Regions from separate parts of the Cyprinus carpio genome. Here region 2 is linked to region 1. The links are chromatin contacts, called in public Hi-C maps. All regions are on one chromosome and are shown on one strand. Each heading gives the region's core, a stretch centred on a gene start, on an enhancer-like site or on the middle of the called end of the contact. The rest is flanking DNA. Distances are from core to core; before and after follow the strand shown.

The links. A called contact is a pair of places that touch in the nucleus more often than the background predicts.
Region 2: a contact with region 1 is called in a Hi-C map of liver, with 4 times the contacts expected there. The contact joins the promoter of LOC109077732 here to the promoter of LOC109083105 in region 1. A contact is called at or near these places in 3 of 8 Hi-C or Micro-C datasets (liver and skeletal muscle).

Annotation. Positions count from the first base shown.
Region 1 is chrA1:7,727,916-7,733,705 of ASM1834038v1, forward strand. LOC109083105 (mitotic spindle assembly checkpoint protein MAD1-like) reads left to right here and starts at 3,515. Exons shown (of 18, transcript XM_042733836.1): 1 at 3,515-3,663; 2 at 4,531-4,705; 3 at 5,666-5,790. The coding sequence starts at 4,559. It overlaps LOC109074882 (phosphomannomutase 2-like), which reads right to left and starts at 3,473. Exons shown (of 8, transcript XM_019090891.2): 1 at 3,158-3,473; 2 at 2,148-2,259; 3 at 1,963-2,039; 4 at 1,754-1,845; 5 at 705-804; 6 at 535-610; 7 at 340-455; 8 at 1-232. The coding sequence starts at 3,232. The coding sequence ends at 107.
Region 2 is chrA1:7,905,107-7,910,369 of ASM1834038v1, forward strand. LOC109077732 (lysosomal alpha-glucosidase-like) reads left to right here and starts at 2,722. Exons shown (of 20, transcript XM_042734708.1): 1 at 2,722-3,073.

The DNA of each region.
Region 1 (5,790 bases), core at 2,265-4,764:
ACAGATGTACTGTATGTATCACTGAAATACACAAAAGCCATAATGGCTTAGACATGTCAATAAGACTCCTATTCATAATTTCACAGTTCATGGATGTTGTAGTCTTCTAATGTACTTCATTCTGGATGGCATTGAAGAAGAGCTCCTTGCAGATCCTCTGTGTGTCCTCAGGTGACCTGACCTCGTGACCGATTGTTCTGGGGTCTACAAAGATTTCATAATCGTTTCCCCCCTATTTGGAAAAAAAAAAAAAAAAACTGCTTAATTCAAGTAAGTCTGTGAACTTTATGCAATAGTATGTGTGCATGAATGCATGAACATCACAGTTTTTGGGCTCACAGGCATAGTTTTGTCTCCAAAGAAATGGATGCGCTGGTATGAGTCTTTCTCTACAATTCCCAGACAGTAGCGCTTATCCCAGCCTTCTGGAAACACATCAAAGCTGATCTGCCCACCTGCAGAAAAAATATGAATACATTATGTATATATTATTGACTAGACAACCACATTTACTGTACTTAAAATGTTACGAACCAATGGAGAAAGCAAGTCCTTTCCCAGCAAACTCTTCTTTTAGAACGGAGACAAACTTTTCTCTAATTTTCTCCTTCTGCATAATAAGAACATTAAAAATGGCAATCAACCTTTAATGACATCGTTTGAAAAGACAATGGCATGTGTTTATGAATACATAAAAAAATTACCTTATCAAGTTCAAAAAATTCGATTCTTTCCTCTTGGCTGCAGCTTCGACCAATTGGAGAGACATTCAGCATTCCATTACGGAATTCAATAAATGTGCCTCTGATATGAAGTAAAAATACCGTAAGTATTATGGTTGCAAAAAAAAGATGTGTATAAAAATGTGTATGTATTTGTAATGATATCATGATATCATTGTGTTTGAGTAAAATATATTTATATATTCATTCAAAACTCCGTAAGATTTTTATTTATTTGATCAAAAATAGAGCAAAACGGTAATAAGTGAAATATTATCTTTTAAAATGTCATTTATTTCTCTAATGTCAAAGCTAAATTTTAAGCAGCCATTACTCCACTCTTCAGTGTCACATGATCTTTCAGAAATCATTCTAACACAGTGTTTCCAAGTTTACATATTTCTTCAGAAAAAAAAAGCGACTTTTTTATATTGTTGATAGCCTATTTCCCCTGGAACGTGATTGGGTTAGTTTTGTTACGCAGACCTGGCAACCCTGTCCTTATAAGATTGGTGGTGGTTGAGGAGATCACCCTTCTATGTAAAGTGCTTTGAGTGCCGAGAAAAGCACTATATAAATGGAAGGAATTATTATTATTATTATTATTATTATATGTTGATTTAATACTCAAGAAACATTTCCTATTATTATCAACGTAATCATTCTAATATGCTAACTTTATTTTTGTTGAATATTTTTTATTTATTTGTATTTTTTATAGATCATTATGTTATGATGAATTGATTTTGTTTGAATTTTTTTTCTTTTGTGACATTATATAATCTTTACTGTAACGTTTGATCAATTTAATGTGCTAATTGCTGAATAAATGTATTAATTTCTTTTAAAAAAAAAGTCTAAATGACCCCAAACTTCTAACTTTCTAAATTCTTACTGGTGTAAAAATATTTTCTAAGATATTTAAAATAATCCTTAATATTGACAATCAATATTGACAAACTTTAAAGTAATGCAGTAAAAATATATCTTCCCCCCATGCAACAAAAGACATCAAGTTATGATAACTTCACCTTTTTTTGGGCAGTTTTATCTTTGAAAGGTAATTGAGGCAGAAATTGATGAAATCCTGTAAAACCTCCTCTCCCATGTATGCCTGAATATTCTGATTTCAAAAAAGAAATTAAAAATAGAAGAAATCCAAATAGAAAAGCAATTTAAATAATTTGCTGGAGAGGTTTTTGAGCATATTTAATAATAGTAAACTGAGAATTAAAATTACCTGTACAGAGTGCAGCTGCCCATACCTGTATGCTACCAAACCGTTCTCAGCAAATACATAATCCACTCTATCAATCACTGTAAAGGATATGAAACATTGTACTCATGAACACTATAAATACACAAAAAAATTGTGCATATATTTGTATATGTATTTAAATTGATTTTTGTAATTATTATACATACCATCATCACCCAACTGCTCTTTAATTTTGTCCAAGTCTGATCCTCCGACCACCCCGACTCTCACTCGCCGTCTCAGTTCACTCAAGAACTGATGCATATCAGGAGTCGCCTTCTAAAGACAAAAACATACACAGGGGTAACTACTTCATCCCAAGCACAAAATTATAAAATGTCAGTTCTTTTTTACTTATGTAATATGCATATTACCTTTTCCACGATGTGCGGTTGCATGAATTTCTTTGTGCTTCATAATTATTTTACTAGTCAAATTTAGCTGAACATCCATTAAACACTATTATATATTTTAAATATAGATATGTTGTGGATTTTTTTTTGTTTGTTTACTTCACATAGTAATTCCTATGTCCAAAAATATTAAATAAGTATATAGGAATATTAAAACTTTTTTTTTTTTCAAATCAGTGTAAATAAACAGCAGATTTTATGTCAACTTAAAAGTGTAACAACATCCCCTGCTATAGGGCTATAATTGTAACGTGTATTTATTTTTTTCTTCCTTATCTATTAAAACATTCAGTAGTTTTTCTGTACTTTTGCAACAGATGTGCTTATTCTTTTGGGTTGAAATACAGCTTTACAATCTTTTATTTCATATGCCATTTAAATCAGTGTGCCAAAGGGACAGAATGACTTGAACAAGCAATAAAATCAGCCAATAAATAAATAATAATAAAATATTCCTTATCTTAATTCATAAATAAATCAGTAAATCAAGAAAAAACAGAAAAGTCATGGGGTCTTTGAATATTGTTGTGGACATTGTAAAACGTGTTATTTACCAGCATGTGTTTAAAAGGTCAGTTCATAACTGTATCTGACTTCCAGTGTTTATATATAAAATCTATTTTCCCCTCACAAGCAGACTAAAAATAGTTCATGGAGAATGAAAGTTATCTTTAATAGACAGCCATGACTATTTAGGATGTGCTAAGAAAGAAGATTAGATGACTGTATATTATCATACTGTAACTGCTTTATATTTCACTCACCTGGCGAGCAGCTGTTAAAGTCCCGTCCACATCAAACAGGCACAGTGTTGTCGGGTCCACGCTTGAACCGGCCATTGTAAAATTTGCAAACTTTCTAAATCAGTGTCCGATCCGTATGAAGTCTAGCAATCCTCCAGCATAAGAGTTTCCGTTCATCCATTCAGCAGTGCAACGTCACATCTTCCGTGTTGTGTCGTCAGAGTAAACGACCTCCGCGTGCTCATAAACCATAGCAGCAACCAGAAAAAACAACAACACTAGGGCATGTACATGTGTTTTTAGCGCGCGTCCTTAAAGGACCTTAGTAAGACCAAATCAAATTCCGAGTGGTTGAATGAGTGAATCTATTCCGCCCGCCCACACAGGGGGCGCTGTTGTGTTTTTGAGCGAGCCAGCTCTCATTTCCTCACACATACGAAGTAGCGGCATCTCAACCAACGAAAACAAAACTGCTGCAAGTTCAAACTAGAGCAAGCACCAAGAGAGACAGGGCTGTGAATAGTGAGGTACGTACTTTCTGTGTCATATATTTATTAATTCGAAAGAAAGACACATATGTTGGTGCGTTTTAGTCTGTGAATAAAATCGTTTTATCGACGAATATTAGCGAGGTAAAGTTAGCTGAACGCTTGCTAATTAAACACACTGAACTGTTAGCTTGTGTGATTTAACTTCATATAGCGGCTCTCTTAATGTTTACATCACATTTAAGTCTTTTAAAGTAGGTTTATTTTGTTATATTATTTGTTTTAATGAGTTCTTGAGTCGGAAAAGTTAATGCCTTGGACCATGTGCGATGAGAATACGATAGTACCCTGAGGCACAATATCGTTTACCTATACCGTTTAAATGCCATGATTATATGAATATGGCAGACCTTTGGTACAATGATATGTAGCAAAGTACTATAGTATCGTCATCTGATACCATCAGGGAAAATATTTCCACGCTCATTAAGTGTGTGTCAAGTGAGCAAGTGTCATCTTTTAAAACACCAGACCGCAATGATATGATTTCATAGATGCTTTTTAATGAACTTTTAACAAGATATGAGTTATTGAGATTTTTATTTTCTGTTCAACAATGGGAACATGCTAGAGAAGGCTATATTTCTGTTATTAGAGATATTATTTAAAAATATTATTTTTTTTTATGAAAGTTAATAATTGAAACACACCTTATTCTTCACCATAAACTTTAAGTTGTACTTATATTTTTCAGTATTTATTTGTTAATAGCATCCTAAAGATGTACAGAATGCATCCTTACAATGTATTAGTATTGTTTAATTTTTGGTAGATTTCTTGAGGTAATGGAGGAAGTTTATGAATGGCTTTTTACACTTATATAAAATTAAGTTTTTCCTAACTCAGCAGGGGAGGCTGTCAAGACATCGTCAATATGGACGATATGGAGGATGACACCACAATATTCTCAACGCTAAAATCTTTCAAGAGTTTGATATCATGTCCAGATCGCTCTTTGCTGGAGACCGAGCCAGCCTATGGAAGAAGTGACCTTCAGAAGCTCTATACTAAAAGAGTGGAGGCAAGTCATAGACTCCTTTCATATTTTAGCCCTAATTTTTTTATTGAAATTTCAACTCCGTGATCTCATAAAATGCAGTATGTCTCTTAAAAGAATAGTTCACCCAAAAATGAAGATTTGCTGAAAACGTACTCATTCTCAGGCCATCCAAGATGAAGATGAGTTTGTTTCTTCATCAAAACAGATTTGGAGAAATTTAGCATTATGTCACTTGCACACAAATGGATCCTCTGCAGTGAATGGGTGCCGTCAGAATGAGAGTCCAAACAGCTGATAAAAACATCACAATAATCTACACGACTCCAATCCATCAATTAACATCTTGTGAAGTGAAAATTAAGATGAAATATGACAGCACTACCTAATTAAAGTAATTGAAGTAATTAAAATTATTTTAAATTCAAATCTTTGCTTTCTGGCTAAATAATATTAATAGCTTTCTCGAGTGCTAAAGTTTTCTCGTCTGAATCAACCACCGTTCGCAAGCAAAAACAGTTCTAAACAAATATGGTGGTGGATTTTGATGTGAGAGTACACTAGTCTCTATTACTTTAGGAACCGTTATTATGGATTATGTAGTCATATTTTACTCAGAAGCAACGGTTCAAAATTAAAATGCCTTTAATGATGGATTTGTTTCTTACAAACACACATCTTTTGCTTCACAAGACATTAAACGATGGACTGGAGTCATGTGGATTACTTCTGGATCATTGTGGTGTTTTTATCAGCTGTTTGGACTCTCATTCTGACGGCATCCATTCACTGCTGAGGATCCATTGGTGAACAAGTGATTTCTCCAAATCTGTTCCCATGAAGAAACTCATCTACATCTTGAAAAGCCTGAGGGTTAGTGAATTTGTAGCAAATTTTCATTTCTGGGTGTGAACTATTCCTTTAATATAGTGTGTATAGAGCAGATTACTGAATTATTATTTTTTTTTCCTTTGTGTGTGTTAGTTGGAGGAGGCTGCAGAGCGTGTCCGTTCTCACACTAGCATGTTGCAGCTCACTCAAGAAAAACAACAGATGGAGCTTAGTCACAAACGGGCACGTATAGAGCTGGAGAAAGAGGCACACAGCAG
Region 2 (5,263 bases), core at 1,472-3,971, 180 kb after region 1:
GCCAAAATATCCCAGGTATGGCCGCTGTCATCTTGCCCCAATGACATCATTTGGAGCCCAAGTCTGCACAGAAGTGATCATTAGCTGGAGGTGCGATATTAAAGTCCTACCCAAACTCCTTCAGACCCAGTCACAAAAACAGGAAAACTAACACTTGAATACACATCAGCATGGTAATAAAAACCTGAAATGATGGAAACCATCTTTGGCAAAATTTTATTTGTAGTGTAATTAATTTTTTTTTTAAAGTTTAGCTTACATTCCATTCATTTTCTTGGAGAGGGGGGTTTATGGCCTATACTGCAGCCGGCCAACAGGAATGTTTTGACTTCATTTTTCAAGAATTGTAAGGCATACTTGTTTACAACATTCAGAGAACATTTAGGAAACAAACAATTTTATAACTAAATGGGAACGTTAATGTTCTTAGAACATATTTTCCCCAGCTGGAATACAATAGCAATCACATAACAACATTCTAAAGGTGCAGCCACGTCAGCGAAAATTCAAAAAAATTTCGCAAACAAAGTCCAGTGTCAATAGAGTAGAGCTATGAAGCACCGATCACCCAGAAGTCACTTTCTAACCAAGCAGCTTTCTGTTGTTCAGCACAGTGAATTCACTCAACCAGCTTGAACTTGAGCAAAATCTGTGTGGGGGAACTTTTTTGCCCTAACGCCAAACTCAGATCATACACATTCCTATTAAAATAACTTGATTTCACTGAGCAACAGTCAACAGCCTTTAACTCGAGGCCAATTCAAAACCAAGTACATTTATATTGTTAAATCCTCAAGGGGATTTTTTTTTGTGATTGAATGCCGAAATTCACGTACAAATGTAGGCTCTAAATGTGACCAAACCCAAAACAAACTGCATAGCAAAACATCCCGCAACACACAAGCAACATTGCCTTAGAACTGAATCAAAATAACATGTCTTGGGAGGTTTACTATTCAGAACAGCCTTTGGAAAATGCCCATGATGACTGCTTAAATATACTATCACACTATGTGTTTTGGAGCACCGCATGTATATAATGAGGCCAAGGTGTATGTCACATCATACGGGCCCATGAGATCACCTTGTGCATGCCTGAGGGAAACTGTTCCAGCTAAAGATGAACATGCTGGATTGATAATAGAAACACATTTCTATACGCACTATAGGTGTATCTCATCGCACAATGCCACCGGTACTCTGTTGTGCCACTTGTCATCTTGACCTTAAGCTACTGTATAAGCATATAATGACTGTGGTGGTCAGAGGCCTGGTCTAGGATTTACGGGGCAAGAATTATTAAAGGGAAAGAAAAGAAGCAAATGATGAAACTTGCTGCTTTTTAACTCGTCTCAAGCCTTTTATTTCTGGAAAATATAACAGCATATGCTTGCATGGAAGATGAGTTGGTTTGACAGCTCAAGTTCCTTTTTAATAAAAACAATTAATGTATTACCATAATTTCCCAGTGAGGAATAGATAATTATACCTTTGTATTCTACAAAGTTTTTTTAAAAAAAAAAAAAAAAAAAAAAATATATATATATATATATATTTTTTAAAAAAAAAAAAAAAAAAAAAAATATTACCCTGAGATCAATTTCATTTTGACTGGAGGGTTTTTTGAGAATGATTCATGTAAATTAGGGTTGAAAACTGTCTATAATTTGTTTCACCTTTATTATACCAGCAATAATAGGGCCTCATAACATAGAGATGATCATCTAGCATTAGAGATAATGCGTGGGCAAACAAGACGATATTCCTACAATTAGGAGGTTTGCGGTGCAAATCCGACTTTGATTTTTTAATTTCTCTTGTTGAATCATTTTGTGGCGTGGGTGAACAGAAGAAGAAGATTACTGTGTTAAATTGTCTAATAACAACATGCGGCTCAGAGCAAATTTCTTAACAGATAATTAAAACAACAAAAGCGATCTAGCTATCATCTGTATTAAATGTGAAGTGCGTGAATTTACATTTTAAAGTTTATTTATATGCTACCTTCAGCATCTAAATGATTCTAAAGAATCCTATGCTACGAGATTTCAGAAATAAAAATGCTATATTTTTAGTTTGTCAAGGGTTTAATCTTAGCGCAGAACAAAGACTGATTTTTTTTTAGCTTGACTCAAACTGAATTCATTTAAGAGAGTGCAATTCAACTGAATCCAAAAACAAAAAACAAAAAAACTTTTCTTCTTATTTTCACGTCACCCAATAGTCTACTGATAGATCTTTGAATTTGTTCACCATCAGTAGATTATATAATCCAATTATATTATTTCTTCAGTGTTATATATAACATATGCTAAATGTTTTATAAACGTATAAAGCACACGTTTGCTGTGGAGACGCTTTAATTCCACATTATTAGACTGAGCTGCCATCTGCTGGACTGATATCACGTACATTTGAGGAAAAAAAGCACAAGTTTTCAACTTTACAGATGATAATCATTTGCTTGATTATATTAGTTATAATTTCGGAACTGTAACTTTGTCTCTCAGCGTTTGTTCAAGTTTCAATTGCCGCTGAAATGTCTTTTTTTTATGAATGCTTTCTCTAAGCACAGTTGCCTCCAGGCCAGTAGATGACAGTAATGTAGTCACAGAGGTGCGAGTGTTATACACTAGAGTGAAGGAAGGATTCATTATTTTGAACCGGATCTTTTTAATTTTTCATTAGAACCGATTCGTAAAGTGAGGGCATCTATGATAGTACAATTGAGAAGTACGTGACAAATTGGAAAAATGCAGATGCAACATTTGACAAGAAAATTATTTAAAACACATGGGAAAATGCAGAGGACATAGGGAGTTTTTTTGAGCGGTGACTTCTGAGTGAATCATTTTGAGCTCGTTCACTGTAATGATTCGTCTAAAGGAGCCGAATTGCAAAACGAATCAGATTCCAATTGCAACTGTAGAAAACACACAACAACACCAACTTCATAAGACATGAAACACCCGTGATATTTACTGGAGCGAAAACCAGAGGATTTTCACTGATGTACTGTAGTGTGTCAAACACTGAAACCGTTTAAAATCTGCATATACCAACCGCATAAAAAGTAAGTGCATTTAAATGTGCAGTTTTTCTCTTGTATGTGCTGCATGTGATGTTTCAAGTGAGCTCTGTCTTGCTCGTATAATGTGTAATAATAATATCACATAATGTGAGGTTGTTCTGTGTCATTGTATCGATGTGGCTGCAAAATATAAACCTCATAAATCTATCATTCATTTAAAATGCGTCAACCTGTCGATAAACGTTAGTTATATGCCTTTTAACGTAAAATAATAGATACACGTAGACCATAGTGCATTTCATGTAACGTTATTCATATACCGTGGCATTTTAATGTCACATTATCCAAAAAACAAACAAACAAACAAACATAGTATTGTTGTTATTGCATCTACATCTTTCAGGCAAGGTCACACTTTTGCCCATGATCAGTCTACAGTAACATACTGTCTGAAGGGTTGTGTCTGTTTTTAGAAAGTTTTAAAGCAGTGGAGAAGGTCGAAATGTTTTGTTGGACTTTGACATCTATCTTGTAAGAGTAGAGATATATACAGCCGGGGTCAAAATTTTACATACATTACAGACAGTATCTGCAAAATGTTAATTATTTTACCAAAATAAAAGCAAAATGCATGTTAATTTATATTTAATACTGACCTGAATAATATATTTCACATAAAAGATATACATATAGCTAGTCCACAAGAGAAAATAGTAGTTGAATTTATAAAAACGACTCTGGTCATTTTCAAATGGTCACTAATGCTCTAGAAGGAAACACGATGCATTAAGAGCCAGGGGTGTAAAATTTTAAATAGAATGAAGATGTTTACATGTTTCTTATTTTGCCTAAATATCAAATTCCCTTCAGAAGCTACAGAATATATACTTAAATGTTTCCCAGAAGACAAAATAAGTTAAATTTACCCAGATATTAAAATTCAGAATGTTTTAACCCCCAGGCTCTTAATGCATTGTGTTTTCTTTGATCCTTTAGTAGTAGTTATATATGAGTCCCTCAGTTGTCCTCGGTGTAAAAAGATTGATCTCAAAATCATACAGTCATTGTTGGAAAAGGTACAAATACATTAAAGATGCTGGAAAACCAAAGAATTTGTGGGACCTGAAGGATTTTTCTGAAGAACAGTGGGCAGTTTAACTGTTCAGGACAAACATGGTATTAATGAACAACTATTTATTAATTCAGCTATTATATTCTCTTGAGGACTATATGTTAACGTATTTTATGTGAATGAAATATCTTATTCAGGCCAGCACTAAATAAAAAATACCATGCATTTTGTATGATCCCTCTTATTTTGGTGAAATAATTAACATTTTGCAGATACTGCAAAGTGTTTATAAAATGTTGACCCCAACTGTAGCCTGTCTGTCAATCTAATGCTGAGCTGCTCCATGCAGTAACAGAACATTTGGGCTTCGTCTCAGAATTTGGGAGTTCCCTACAAAGAAAGCAATTCTGGACAACTGCACATTTGCAAATATAAGGAGAGCTGGATATTCCTGGGTAGTTTTCCCTCAAATGTTCTTGATTAAAAGACATGTTTTATGAATTCAAAAATAATAACTTTGTTTTTGAATGCTTGCTTTTTTTAATTTTGAAAAAAGAGAAAACATCACGAGTCTTTCAGCTGAAGAGGTACGGTATGATAATTGGTCTCATTTCCTCTCCAACAGGATTCTTTCTCCAATAGCCACCTGCCCACTTCCCTCCCTAGTACTTCCCTATATCTGCAGTTTTATGTATTTTAGAAAGTGTTCAACTCTGTGTGACATTTGTCACATGACTTTTAAGCTAGATCACCCCTGGATTTTAATTTTGGATGATGTTCACACAAAAAATCATTACTCCAGTCTTCAGTGTCACATGATGACCCTTCAGAAATCATTCTAATATGCTGATTGGCTTGTTGAAGACAGTTGTGCTGCTTTTTCCATTTTTGTGGAAAAAGTAAACAGTTTTTTTTTTTTTCTCAGGATTCTTTGAATAGAAAGCTAAAAGGAACAACATTTATTTGAAATAGATTTTTTTTTTTAAACATTTTAAATGTCTTCACTGCCACTTTTGATCAATTTAATGCATCCTTGAAAAATAAAAGTATAATTTTAATGAAAAACTTAGCCCATATGTATAATCAGTTGTTATTAGATATTTAATCTATTTAACTCTCAAACAAAGAGTTTCTCTTTAACAAGCTCTAATATTCAGTTA